Regions from separate parts of the Oryzias latipes genome. Here region 2 is linked to region 1. The links are chromatin contacts, called in public Hi-C maps. All regions are on one chromosome and are shown on one strand. The core of a region is the stretch at or near the end of the contact, and the rest is flanking DNA. Distances in the headings are between cores, read along the strand shown.

Evidence for each region. A called contact is a pair of places that touch in the nucleus more often than the background predicts.
Region 2: a contact with region 1 is called in a Hi-C map of fibroblasts, with 2.7 times the contacts expected there. The contact joins the promoter of LOC101155998 here to the promoter of vat1l in region 1. A contact is called at or near these places in 2 of 5 Hi-C or Micro-C datasets (embryo and fibroblasts).

What each region holds. Positions count from the first base shown.
Region 1 is chr3:20,362,862-20,369,873 of ASM223467v1, forward strand. It overlaps vat1l (synaptic vesicle membrane protein VAT-1 homolog-like), which reads right to left and starts at 5,722. Exons shown (of 9, transcript XM_004067103.4): 1 at 4,933-5,722; 2 at 4,266-4,395; 3 at 3,932-4,147; 4 at 3,619-3,761; 5 at 462-565. The coding sequence starts at 5,147. It overlaps bola3 (bolA-like protein 3), which reads right to left. Exons shown (of 4, transcript XM_004066993.4): 4 at 5,824-6,340. The coding sequence ends at 6,275.
Region 2 is chr3:20,524,450-20,530,859 of ASM223467v1, forward strand. It overlaps LOC101155998 (cytochrome b5), which reads right to left and starts at 2,003. Exons shown (of 5, transcript XM_004066988.4): 1 at 1,569-2,003. The coding sequence starts at 1,748. It overlaps dhx38 (pre-mRNA-splicing factor ATP-dependent RNA helicase PRP16), which reads left to right and starts at 2,883. Exons shown (of 27, transcript XM_004066986.4): 1 at 2,883-3,134; 2 at 5,161-5,492; 3 at 5,813-6,000; 4 at 6,303-6,410. The coding sequence starts at 5,164.

The DNA.
Region 1 (7,012 bases), core at 4,472-6,971:
CAGAAGCGACTAGTCAGTAACAGACAACTCTGACGAGGGACGGGTGAGGCAAGGGGGAATCAGCTAGCACCTCCAAGTCTTCAGAGTTTACACCTTGTTAGTGTAACCAGAACAAGCAAAAACAAAAAATGCATAAGTTTGATGCTTTATGTCATTAACTAACTCCCTTCCTGCAGTTTGAGTTTTTGTAGTTGCGTTTTAACTTGTAGCAAAGACTTTAAGCGTATTAACATAATAATCTGCTCTCGTAACCATGGCAGGAAAGCATCTGAGTGAATGTTCCAAAATAAAAAAAGAAAACCTTAAATATTCATTAACAAAATTTGCTAACAATTCAAAATGCATCAATATTTCTAGCAAAAAGTGACATGACTGTGTCTCTTTGTTCCATACTCCATTCTATATATTATAAGAAAATGTCAGAAATTGTAATACTGAAGACAAGTGTTGCTTCTTCATACCATATAGAATGTAAGTTCCCAGTGGTTTTAGCAGACTCAGACATTTGCCAGTATTCTCTCCAGACAGGCAGTCCAGCACAATATCAACACCATCGGGAGAAATCCTGGGAGAAGAATTAAAAAAACACCACAGCAAGAAGCAATCAGACTGTAAACTAGTTTGATTTGCACAGTGTTCTAAGAAATAATCTAACAAATTGTGCCATGTATAATTACTTTGTGTGCACAACAAAATGTCTTTGTGCATAAGAGATGATATTTCAACAGGTGCACTTCAGGGCCTGCACAAAGCACCGGAACGGAAAATGTGTTTTTTTCCTAATGTAGCATCACATAAGGATAAAATGACCGGCATTACTGTGCAGAAACAATTTAGTCTGGTGGTGTGGAATCGCTTTTTTCCTTCAAAATGTATTTGGTCTCATTTTAAAACTTTTGTAGAAAATGTAAGCAGTTGGCTAGAAAAACAGACTGTTTATTAAACTCCATAAGTTCAATTTATTTATGCACTGTTTTTTATTAGTATACTCCTGATTTAAGTGGCAATTTGAACTCGAAGTAATTACGGATTTTAGTCGTCAATTGTGTGTGACATGGTTTAATCAACCATAAGACTTTCTGGTGCCTGTGGAGCTTTTCCTGTGTCCACTAAGGTTCAAATTAGTAAAAGTATAAAGTATTACACATCAATGTACATCAATATCTAATCCACAGATATATGTTTGTATGTATGTGTATATATGATGATGATTTCAAGATAATACTGTTTTTTTCAACAAATAAAACAGTCAATCCCATTTTTACTTTTTGTACTAAATTCTTGTGTCTATAAGATCAAGCATTACATGGGAAAAAAAAAGCATAAACAAATTCCCTTATGACTCATTACATGCAAAAGATGCCAGCTCCGTGTAATGAAGGCCTCATAAGATAAGAGCATTTACTCTCTAAGATATCAATATCAACTTGTAACATCTCACACTTTTCGTTCTGCTTAGGCTTATTTTATAGTCATACAAATATGATCTGCTATAGGCTGACATTTCACACAAAATGAATTAGATGTAAAATAATATGGTGCTTGAGAAAGGAAAAGACGAATAAGGAATTTAAAGTATGTCAAACTTAAATCCTTACTTTAGGCCTCGCCTGATCTGAGCACCTGCTTGGCTGAACTGCTTTCTGGTCTTGTGATTCTCATGGTTTTTGCCTTTTGTAAAAAGACTAATTTAACTGAACTTTGTGCTTGATCCTGGGAAGAATGTGAGGGCCAGAGAGATGAAATGCAATGTAATCCACTACTGCTGATGTGCAGACAGAAAAGCAGGGAACATCCGATGGCTTTTAGTCACTACGAAATATTCATAGTTCAAATCCTTCAAAAATGTGAAATTTACAAATCATATCCTGTGAAAGTACATCTAGTCCTCTTTCACTTAACAAATAACAAATGTAGCTAGACCTTTCAAATCAAGACGATATGAATAAAATCTTAAGTGCTTCACATGTGACTTTATACGTGGCGTGTCACACATTTTTTTCAACAAAAAAAGCAGCTAAAAATAGCTGAACATTTTAAACTAAATACACACTAATTGCTTATATCTAAATAAAGCAAGGATAAGAACCCAAATAAACCAAGTACCAAAGAAAGAATAAGACCACCAATGATCTTAGAGAAACAAAGTTCGATGCACATCATGACGCATGTTTCAGAGAGGAAAGATTTGTCCAAAGATTTTGAAAAAAAAGCAAACCATTTTTTTATTGGTGGCTGTCTCAGCCAGCTCACCTTTAGACCTTCTTGTGCAATTCTGAAAAATAGGACTGCTTCACATAACAGTGGAGTAGTATTAAAGTGAAAACTAAAAACGACATAAATGTGAGGCTTGCTTCTTCTATCCATACCAAACATCACCTTGGGTTTGCCATGGTGCACTTAAAACAGATCAGAAGAGGTTCCTAAATCTATCTTGCAGACTGATGTTGAGGTGCTTGGCCACAAACCACAACGCTGCCATCAACGAACACCCAAAAATGTGCTAATATGTCCTCTGTCGGTCATTTTTCTATTTTCTTTTCCACTTTTTTTTTTTTTACTTTGTTTTTCCTTTTTGTCTCTCTCTCAAAGGATTCTGACAAACTATTCCTCTTTACCTCTGTATCTCCAGTACAAACAGCTTAGTCACTGAAGCTTCTTTCTATCTATAAAAAAGTTTTACATTTTTGTTAAATAACCTTCGTCTGTACTTTAGACAGAGATGACTTTAGTGGAAATACTTTCCATACAAGCAGAAGCCAAGCATTAAGAAACTTTGTTCTCTGTCTGTGCCAAATAATTTTACATTTACAGAGCATCTAAAGCATCTCTGGAACTGGATCATGTCACAGGAAATTGATTCATACTTCAGCAGCAAGCCTACAGCAAAGAGTAAAAAAACCAAACAATGTCGATGAAATCAGGGCACTGCGATGACCCATTCAGACTAAACAGTCTGACTAACAGGCTTTGGCTTGACCTTAAAGGATCTGTGCATGAATAAATCCCTACAAACCTCAATGAACAAAGACAAAGAGTGAACCAAAATTCCTCTATATCATCCTTATACACTGAAATATAATAAAGCTATTTTAAAAACAAAAATACCATTTGTAGCTGAAAGTTTTAGGTTTTGCTAATTACTTAATTTTCTTTGTGATCTTTTTTCATCCATTAAAATGTACTTTGGTTTAGATATTGGACATGAACCTATTTTGATGGTGTGATACTGCAAAGCTTAGAAGGAAATAAACACAAAGCACAAATATAACCAACCTGGGACTTAAAAGACAGTTGTTTTTTTCATTGTAAAGTATTAGTGTTATCACAACATGTAGGGTCTTACTTCCAGCCACAACTAGAGCCACACACTACACAATGCAGCCGCTCTCAGAGATGAGCCCTGAGTTGCCATGGAGACCACAGCCACACAAGCCCAAATGAGGCATCCGGTAATATCTGCATCCTTGCGTGGCCTTCTGCCCTCAGCTGCATTCATATTATTACATTAAGGGGCTCGAGAGCAAGGCTGCAGCTACCTGAACGCAGTAAAACAGCTCATCAGAAACCAAAAAGAGGACTCTCTTACGTACGTTCGGATGCCTTTTGCATACTTACTTCTTGACTTCTTGCATAAAGTCAATATTTCTATCGAAAAGGTGAGTCACAGAGTCTTTGATGGCTGAGTGCTTGAAGCAAGATGCGATCCCAAAAACACTTACTTTAGGTACAGTGGCACACAGCTGAGCCACAGCCTGACCCTGAAAGAGAAGTTTGTTTAAAGAAATTCAGTGATGTATGCACACTTACAAAAGATAGGTAAAATATCTTCTTCAGGTTAACTTACACTGTCAATTTGGAGAAACATTGGAAATAGTTATGTCAGGACTTAATTTCTTTTTGAGGAAGATTCCCACAAGAAATGACTTACTACTCCACCTCCTGCCGAGTGGACCAACACTGACATCCCTTCTCGCAGATTGGCAACCTCAAATAGCATCATATAAGCGGCCACAAAGTTCAGGGAGAAAGCTGCTGCCTCCGGAAAAGTCATTTCATCCGGCATCTTGTAGACAAAATCCACCGGCGTGCAAACCACCTCAGCCCAGGCATTATAATTCACAAAAGCCATAACTCTGTCTCCTATCTGAAAGAAATAACTCAGGGTAGTTCTGACAGGAGGTGGGTGATGTTTGTGCATCACATTTACAGAAATATTCATTTAGGATCCAAATTTTGGAGCAGACTCAGGTCATTTCACCAACCTCAAATCCCTTTGTCTTTTCGCCCACTGACTCAACTATTCCACAGCACTCGAATCCAGGAACCAGAGGGGGTTTGGGGGGATTATCAATATTCCCCTGACGTACCATCAAATCCAGGAAATTCAGGCCACTGCAACACAGAAAGATGAGGGTCGAGTCAGTTATTAAACATTCAATTCCTCCAAATTTCTAAGCTGCCTCTGACAAAGCTACATTTGAGCCCTTCAAAAATGAAGACAACATTCGAGCTATTCTTTCATTGTTATCAGCAGCGAGTCACAGGTTAGACCTCTGTGGACACAAGGCCAGATTCCACAAATATTTTGCACTGAAAAAGATGGAGTGCACTTTAATTATTAATTATTTGTGAGCGTGCAAAAACCTCAGAAACAACAATAAACAAAAATAAATAGTCAATATAAAATAAGGCGCTTTGAAGGGGGGCAAAAACACACTAAATTTGACAGTAAGATGCTAAAAACCAATTGGAAGGGAGCTTTGATGATCCTCCATGAGGAGGAAAAGACCTGTGGCTTCATGAATGCAAATGTCTCGGTGAGGAGCTTTACAGTCTTCAGGCTGGGAGTTAAAAAAAAACAACAACAAAAAAAAAACAGTCCTCGACTGCAGCCTGTAGATGAAACACATGACAGAGGCTCGTATTTACCAGGCTTTGACGCGGATCTTTACTTCTCCATCCTGAGGCTCGGGCATTGCCTTCTTGGTCACCCGGAGTTTGTTGAGACCTCCAAACCCTGCCAGCATCACCGCCCGCATCTCTTTGCCACCGCCGGGCGCTTGCACGTTCCCCGCATCTTTGGCGGAGTTTTTGTCTATCATGCACTCGGTTTCCTCTGTCATGTCCGCTCCTTCTTTAGCCATGACGGAGACCAGCTGCTCTGCCTCTCGGGGAGTCAGTGATGTGGCGTGAGGCTCCTCTGCAGACAGGCGCTGCTTTCCCCCGAAGCAAACTCAGTCTGGGCTTATTATTCTGTCGAGGAGGACGCGATCTCAACACATTTTTTTTAAATAAAAAATACTCAAAGGAAACACCCCTTCTGCAGAAGTCACAGTCTCTCAAGCCAAATTCAATAGCCTACTTAAAGAATAGAGAGAAATATTTAATCCTTTTAGTAACATTTTCTTGTTTGGGTAGAAAGTACGCCACCTTCAGGTAAAAAGCGCAAAAACTTCCAAATTCCTGATATTGACATAGTCAGCAATGTAACATATGTGTAATTTACCAAAATAAAGGAGGAAGAGCAGGAAGTGTCCATTTGAAACAATAATGGTACATATTACTGCATGTGAATTACTTTATAAATATTGGTTTTAGTGAGGCTGTAAGTATGTTTGGATATCCTCCTAGAATAGACTAACAATCTCTTTGGGCTGCCTTCCCCCTAAAACTGCAGCACTGGGCTTCAGTGACCCATTGAAGCAAATACAGATAATTAATTATTTATATGCCAGATGTTTAAGCAAGCTCACATCAATTATTACACACATTATTTTAAAACAATAAAGTTTAAGGATAAAGACGCAAGTACCTTCAAAAATTAAATCAGCTTTTTATTTTGACATTCATCAATACACCATTATCGCACTGTCATAAAAATGGTTTCATAATGTCTCCCCCCCGAGTTTAAAGCCACATTTGTTAACTAGTAACAATGGCAGTTTACTTTGGTTGCTGAAGAGTTTTTCTTTATACTTTTTGATCTCTGAGCATCACTGCCAACCCTGTGAAAGGGACGGTTCCAACGCGACTTGATGTTGAGGAAACATTTTACCAAGCCTTTTTTTGTGCGTGTTGCAGCTTTTACAAGTTGAATATATTATTTCAGAAGAAAAAAAACAGCATCTGTGTAATCTTACCTCTGTTTTACATTTTTACCAACACTGTACAGTTGTCAAAGATGATAAAACTCATTTAGCAACAAATATTTCTTTGCATTTGTGTGAACAAAAGATGAACAAAATGTGCGTCAAGAGTTGAAGGACTTTGTCTATTGATCGGGAACGCCAGTGAATATTCGAAGACCGTGCATTCCTTGGATCTCTTCCTTGAGTGCCTGAAAAGGACCAAAAAAAAGGGAGCGGGGTGGAATCAGAATAGGATATGTATACAAATTTTGAAAATCCAGCAATAGAGCATCTTGTAAAACACAATAGACGTGTTCAGATACCAACAACATACAGGAGTTTAAGAACATTTTAAAACAATTAAATAATGAGAAAACATGTAAAATACTGAAATGTCTAAGTCAGGGGCTGGCAACCTGTACCACTCAAAGAGCCATTGGGATCAGTTTCCCTCAGAAATGAAAGCACAGGAAGCCGCCACACTAGGGGTCTAAGAAAAAATCGTTTCCCCGAAATATCGCGATAGTTCATTTGGCAATACTTGTATTGATTCAAAATGTTATGTTAAAATGATGTTTCCTTTGATCTTTTGTCCATTTTACACAACCTTGAATAGACATTTTCGTTTGTCAAACATGCAGAGGTGTTTGATGAGTGAGATGATGGAAATAAATTCACTTTGGCTACGTTCACACTGCAGGGCTTAATGCTCAATTCCGATTTTTTGAAAAAATCCGATATTTTTGCAAGGCCGTTCACATTTCCAATTAAATAAACTTTTGTGATCTCCTGTGTGACCGTGAAATGACCCAGAAGTGACCTGCATGTGCAGAAGAGAACTCAACGGTGAACGACGTCACTCGTTGGTTGCAGAGGTAGCT
Region 2 (6,410 bases), core at 753-3,252, 160 kb after region 1:
CAGTTTATTTAAGATGAACTATACTTTTGGGGGAAACATACGAACCATGACCCGGCACACAATGAATACGGATAAGAGTAACAAACTCAAACTTTATTTATATAGCGCCTTTCATTTTGGTTAAAAACACAAAGCGCTTCACATAAAAACAGATAAAACAGTCATAAAAAATGAAAGTTGTTAAAACGGAAAACAAAGGACAATCACACAAAGAAGGGACCCCTCCCTCACCACCCCCCGCCCCCACCCCCACCCACCCAGTTACCCCAGAAATTTAAGGCTCGGCTCTGCTGTGAGGAAACAGTATTTGGGAATCCCTTTATACCAGGAACCCACTCTGCCATAGGAACATCGCCACAGTGTCCACCCATACCGGGACAGCAAAGGAGTCCAATTCCCAGCCGTGAGGCTGCAAAGTTAAACTCCGGCTGCCCCAGCAAGGGCAGCTGGAGTTTAAGCACTTATTTCTGCTGTACAAAAAGTGTCTTGCATTAATAAATAATGTGCATCTTTGGATTCATTCATTCAGTTGTGTTATTTAAATTTATATAAAAAGGGGAAATTATTTATCAAGACATCATAAGTCTGTGATCCAAAATGGATCATCATGGAGATAGTGGGATGTTAGAGATGGGGGAAAAAGAAAGGGACGAAAATGGGGGTTATAGAAGTTGAAGGATGGCTAAAGAAGTATGAGGCAGTAGAATCACAAAGAAACAAGTTGCTGGAGGTTTATCGTCATTACTGTCAGGTGCAGATGCTATTCAAAAGGGCTCGGCCTGTCACCAGACACACTCAAATATTACAAACATACCTTCACACACATACATCTTAATACACTGTGGCTCAGATGTGACGTGATCCACGGCTCATGGCCTAGCCAGAGAACTCAGGGATCCCCCTTTTTGCCAGAAGAGAGGGCAGCAAGGCCTGGGACAGTGGGGTAGGGGACAGAAGGTCACTGATCCCACCTTGTGTAATGTGTGTGTGTTTGCTTGAGTGTATTAAGTGGTGGAGTAAAGGGATGTGTGTAATAAAAAGTGTAGTTAAAAGTAGTTGGCTGGTAGAGAAGGGCACAGTGAGGACTTATCCTATTTTGTGAGCAGGTTTGATGTTTTTCTAATTGTACCTTTTCCTGATTTTAATGTTTTTCTATTTCTTCATATCAAGGAGAAACCACAATAGAGTCCACACCCAGATCTTATGAAAGGACACCCTGAAGGTGCACTGAAGTTGTGTGGAGTCATGATTGTCCAATGTACATGTTATTATCTCTCTTTGATTTAAGAAGAACCAGGGGTGTTTGAATGCTAACATTCACTTATGATCTTTATAATCAACCATTTCTCTTTTGAAGGGCGGTTCTCTGCAAGGCCTACTTATTTAAGATAAGGCCATTCCGAGGACTGGTCTCCGATAAGAACTTGGCAAGTTACTCTCTAACTCTTGGTTGTATAATGGCAACAGAGAAGAGTAAACCAACCATTTTTCAACAAAAAACATTTTGTTAATGCATAAAAAAGACAAAACATGTATTGTGAACTGAAACAAACAGAGCCTCTTCTTACCTCTTCTACGAAACTCGAGATGTCGTATACCTTATCGTGGATTACCAGCCATGTGTCATTGATCATGTTGTGTACTCTTATCTCCTCTAATGTAAAGTATTTTAAGGCATTGTCGACGGTTTCACAATGGTCACTATTTGTGCTTTTGCCGCTCGACTTTAAGTTAGCCTCCTCGACCATTCTAGCGAGATACAAAAAAAACAAAACAAAAAGTCGTCTAGGTGTTGGCTAATGTTAGCCTATGTTAGCCAGGTATGGATTTAACGACTGCGACTTCAACGGTGTTCTAAAAAAGACGCAACTGAAGGGTAGCTACTTAATGTTTTCACGGGTACAGCGAATAAGAACGTAGAAAGGCAGAAGTAGACAGCGCCACCGTGCTGTTTATTACGAAATCATGAAACAAACCGGTACACTAGAAGGGACGTAGAACTGACCAATCATGTGTGTTCTAGTTTGCCAGCAGACCCGTGGTCATCAACCAATGAGTGGGCGAGATTTTGAGTGGTGGCCAATCAGATCAGCCACCTTGTGATCATGAGACCAAAGAAATGCGCAAAGGTTGTCAAGTGTGTGCTGTCATTGCGCATGAGAACATGACTTGCGTTTTTCGTGGCGTGAATAATGTTGTTAAAAAATCTGGGTAACATTTTATGGTTTGTAGTTTTTAATATATATTTTAAAAAAGGTCTCCTCCATCCATTCGAAAATTTGCAAAACACAAAGTAGGCAGCAATACATCCAGTTTCCATATTTTCCTGCAAGATAACCTTGGGCCAGATTTATTTTTTCTTTTGGGGCAAAATCATTTTTATTTTAACTTCATAGAGTAAGTTTCTTTGAAAAAAATACACTGACAAGTCACTACTTAAAGGATATAAAGTAAACTTTGGCTAAAAGACATACTTAGAGCAAGTGAACCAAAACTGTAGTAGTGTGGTGAAAGAAAACATAAGCCACAGATGCTGGTAAACAAGTGTAAACCTTAGTACGCCACACAAATAAATAACTCGTCCCCCTATATTTAAAAATAAGGGACAAAATGACCCTTTTAAGAATAACTTCTGTGTGCAGGAGACTTTTAGGGAACAAAAAAATATAAGTCCACGTCTGTGGTGTTTAATATATAGCTTTTTCTACTAGCTTTTTTCTATGTATCTGCCGTTGCTGATTATGTGAACAAACGGTAAGCCGAATATTCGTGTCCTGAAGACAAAAAAGAGATTTTAAGTTGTTTTAACAAATTTTTATTTTATTTTATTTTTTAGAATGTCCTGTGGGTGGCAGCATAGACACTGCAGGCATGTGTAGAAGAAGAACAGAGTGCATTGTGGGATTGAAATGGCTGTTTTGGCGTCTGTAAACATTTGCGTCGTATATACGAATTTACGTTCTACTTGTTGTCTCTGTCTTCAGAAGTGAACAACATTGTCGTCTGATCTTGAAGTTCGTATGAAGGTTTTTTTCATTTGGCTCCCAGAAATAGAAGTGGCGGTGTTCTATCTTCTGGTGCTCTATGCTAACAAGTAGCTTTTGGGAAAGCTAACGGTAGCTGTTCGGCCCGAGGTAGGTCCAATTCATTTACAATAAACTGCAGTGAATAACAGTAAAAATCAAATATTTATAATCGCTTTTTGAGCAGGTCAATGTGCGTAAATTCACCATACTCAGTAGACTATGTTCAAAATCAGGTTGATCAAGGTGATTTTTCCATCAACACTTTTAGTTTGAATTATTTTCATGCGAGGAGGAGGAGGAGGAGGAGGGGGGGGGGTGGCAAGGGTTTTTGTTTCCATTTTTATTCAGGCTAAAAAAAAAGGTTTGATTAACCGAATAAAGCCAAAGTAATCTATGAATCGCAAATTAATTGTAAACATTGAGAAATTGTATAATTGCAAAGCAATATACCATGGTAAATGCGCCTTTACAAGCACAGCAGGTTTGCCTATTCCTTTTTTTCTTCTTTTTTGCAAGTCAGTCATCTAACTGAAGACTATAATTGATTTTAATTTTATATTTTCCTAGTTAACAATTTACTCTGTCGGTCAACAGCTTTAGAACATCTAAAATCCACACGATTTTAAAGAATTCAGGGCGGTAATTTCCAAATAATAACATGAAATGGTTACAAGTTCTTGCCAGCTAATAATAATAAATATTCATATTTAGCCATAATAATTATGGCTAAACTAAGAAAGTACAGATTTCTGAAATACACAAAATGTCTACTACCATGAAATAGATTAACAGTTTAAAGCTAGATGTTCATCAAGACTTAAAAATAATTTGTACAGGTGTTCCTACTTTTTTTGATAACGTGCAACATTCTCAATCTTCATGAGAGCAGGGAGTAGTTAAACAGTGTTTTACATCTAAAAGTATTTTTTTGTTTTCAAAAGAAAAAGCAGAAAAAAAACGACAATGGAAGAGACACAGCCCATCAAAACACCAAAAAGTGTAGGTATTTTGTACAGACAAATAAAGAAAGTCAAGGCGTCAGTGAGTTTTATTGTATAAAAATATAATTGTATTCATAATCAAAACGTGCACAGAAAGTTGGGAAAACTCTTGAAAGGAAAAAGTCTGGAAGATCCAAAGTCGCCGCTGAATTGGTGAACTCATTTTGTGGGACTTAACAGGCAGGTTAAGGTTCAACAGCTTTTCTACATAAGGTATTGATCAATTAATAAAATGTTGAAATATTTGCTTTGTGTCACAGAATCTTTGTCAAAAAGGTGAAGCAAAGGCTCCACAGTCTGTGATACCAACTGTCAAACATAGAGGAGGATATGTGAGGGTATGGATCTGTTTTTCTGGGCCCAGGCTCAGTGGGTTGCACAGAGAGGAACCTAAAACCAACAGAAACTACGGCATTCTAAGCTCACTACTTTTATTTTGTTGTATACATTTAGTTGGTCAAGGGCTAATCCTTCAACAACATAATGACTCCAAATAAAAATCCAAGCATTGCCAGAACTACCTTAGAATAAATAACAAAATGGTAATCTTTGAAACATGGAGATCCCTGCACATCCTTCAAACTTGTGGATGGAAAAGGAAAAGCAAAGTGGCAAGCATTTATGTGAACCCCTGCAGGAGGCCTGGAGATGCGTTTTTAAAGAGTTTCTGTTGCAGAAAGAATGCCTGACTCTGTTTAGTGGCTATATCTATAAAAAGTGGCTACTTTAAATAATTAAAAGTTACATTTTAGCTTGTAAATTCGCTCCAGGATTTCCACTTTCTAATTTCTAATATTCTTAAGATTGCGAGGATAACAGACATAATAATAATAATAATAATAATACATTTTATTTCAAGCGCCTTTATAATACTGATTACTTTCCAATAAAAACTGGAAACATGGGAGTGTTCTAAAACTTTTCACTGGTTGTGGAACTACTTCGTTTTTTATTTTTTTATTTTTTACAAATTAGAAGTTTCAAGCAAATACTTGTTAAGTTTTGCATCTATTCATAGTAAACACATTATTTGTAGTTTCAGTGAACTTATAAATGTTAAGTGCTCTCATGACCAGCATATCAAAAGTGCTGTTGTTATTTGTTATGCTCAACTTGTCTGTGTTTGCTGTCAGAGGATGGAGGAGGAGGATGTTTCCATGCATAGGCTGGAAGGGACCAGTCCAGAAGCTCAGGTTGGCGGTCTGATTGTAAAGAAAAAGAGTACTGCTGCAGAACCTCATGTTTTTCGAGCACCTACACCACGTACATCTTTGCTGGGCTTGGATCTACTGGCTGCCCAAAAGAGAAAGGAGCGGGAGACCAAAGAACAGGAACAATTCAACTGCGATGAAAGAGACAGAAAGAAGTCAAAGATTTCTTCCTACAAGGACTGGGAAGAGGGTAAAAGTGACTCCGGCTCTGATGAAGAGGACGACGAAGAGAATAAAAGTGCCAAGAAAGAACGGTAATTTGAAAAAATTAGATCTTTATGAAATTAATGCCCAATGTTTGGCTCCCCAAATGATTTATACTAGGTTGTTTTTATTATGAAAATGAACAGTGTCTATACTATATTCTGGATGTTATAACATTTCTCTTCAATTTTAAGTATACATAATCATTTTACCCATGCAACATTTTTATTAAAAACAAAAATGCCTTGTGTATTGCATTCTTTTTTCACAAATTACAGCTTGCAGTCAATATTTCTCCATGTGAAGTGAATTTTTGTGTACCGTAGCCCATCTTTAACAGTGCCTCCTGGTATTGCATGTTTGCTTGTAGGAAGTATCGAGTGACGGGGTCTGAGACACCGTCCAACCCTGGAGGAGTCAGTGAAGAGTTCAGACGCAGACACCAGCAGAGGGAGAAGGACAGGCGAGAGCATGGGGTCTATGCTTCTTCCAAGGAGGACAAGAGGAGAGACAAAGACAGGAGCAGAGATGGTAGCAGGGAGCGACGGAGTGAAAGAGGTGATTCTACGGATCATTTGGTCTTCATCCATAAAGTTGTGCTGTAATAGATTCAAATATTTGACTGTAAATTTAGTGAAACATTAGTGGAAACCAAAAAAATCTTGACCCTGCACCCTGTCCCACTTTTTTACTTTTACATTTTTATTCGCTTGTGATACACAGAGCATACATTCTTTTCTACTGTAATGCCATCATCAAAGCACCACAAATTAAGTTTTTACAAATATTGTTTGGATCTGCTAAAGAGAGAAGGATCATTTAAGTGTGTTGACACAGCTTTGGTTTTGACCGTGTTGTAGATGAGAGGGAACACAGCCACGGACGTGGTAGCAGCGGCAGTCGTTCGGAACGTGGGGAACACAGCGAAAGGAGCGAGCGCTCGCAGAGAGATGTATGGTCGGAGCGCA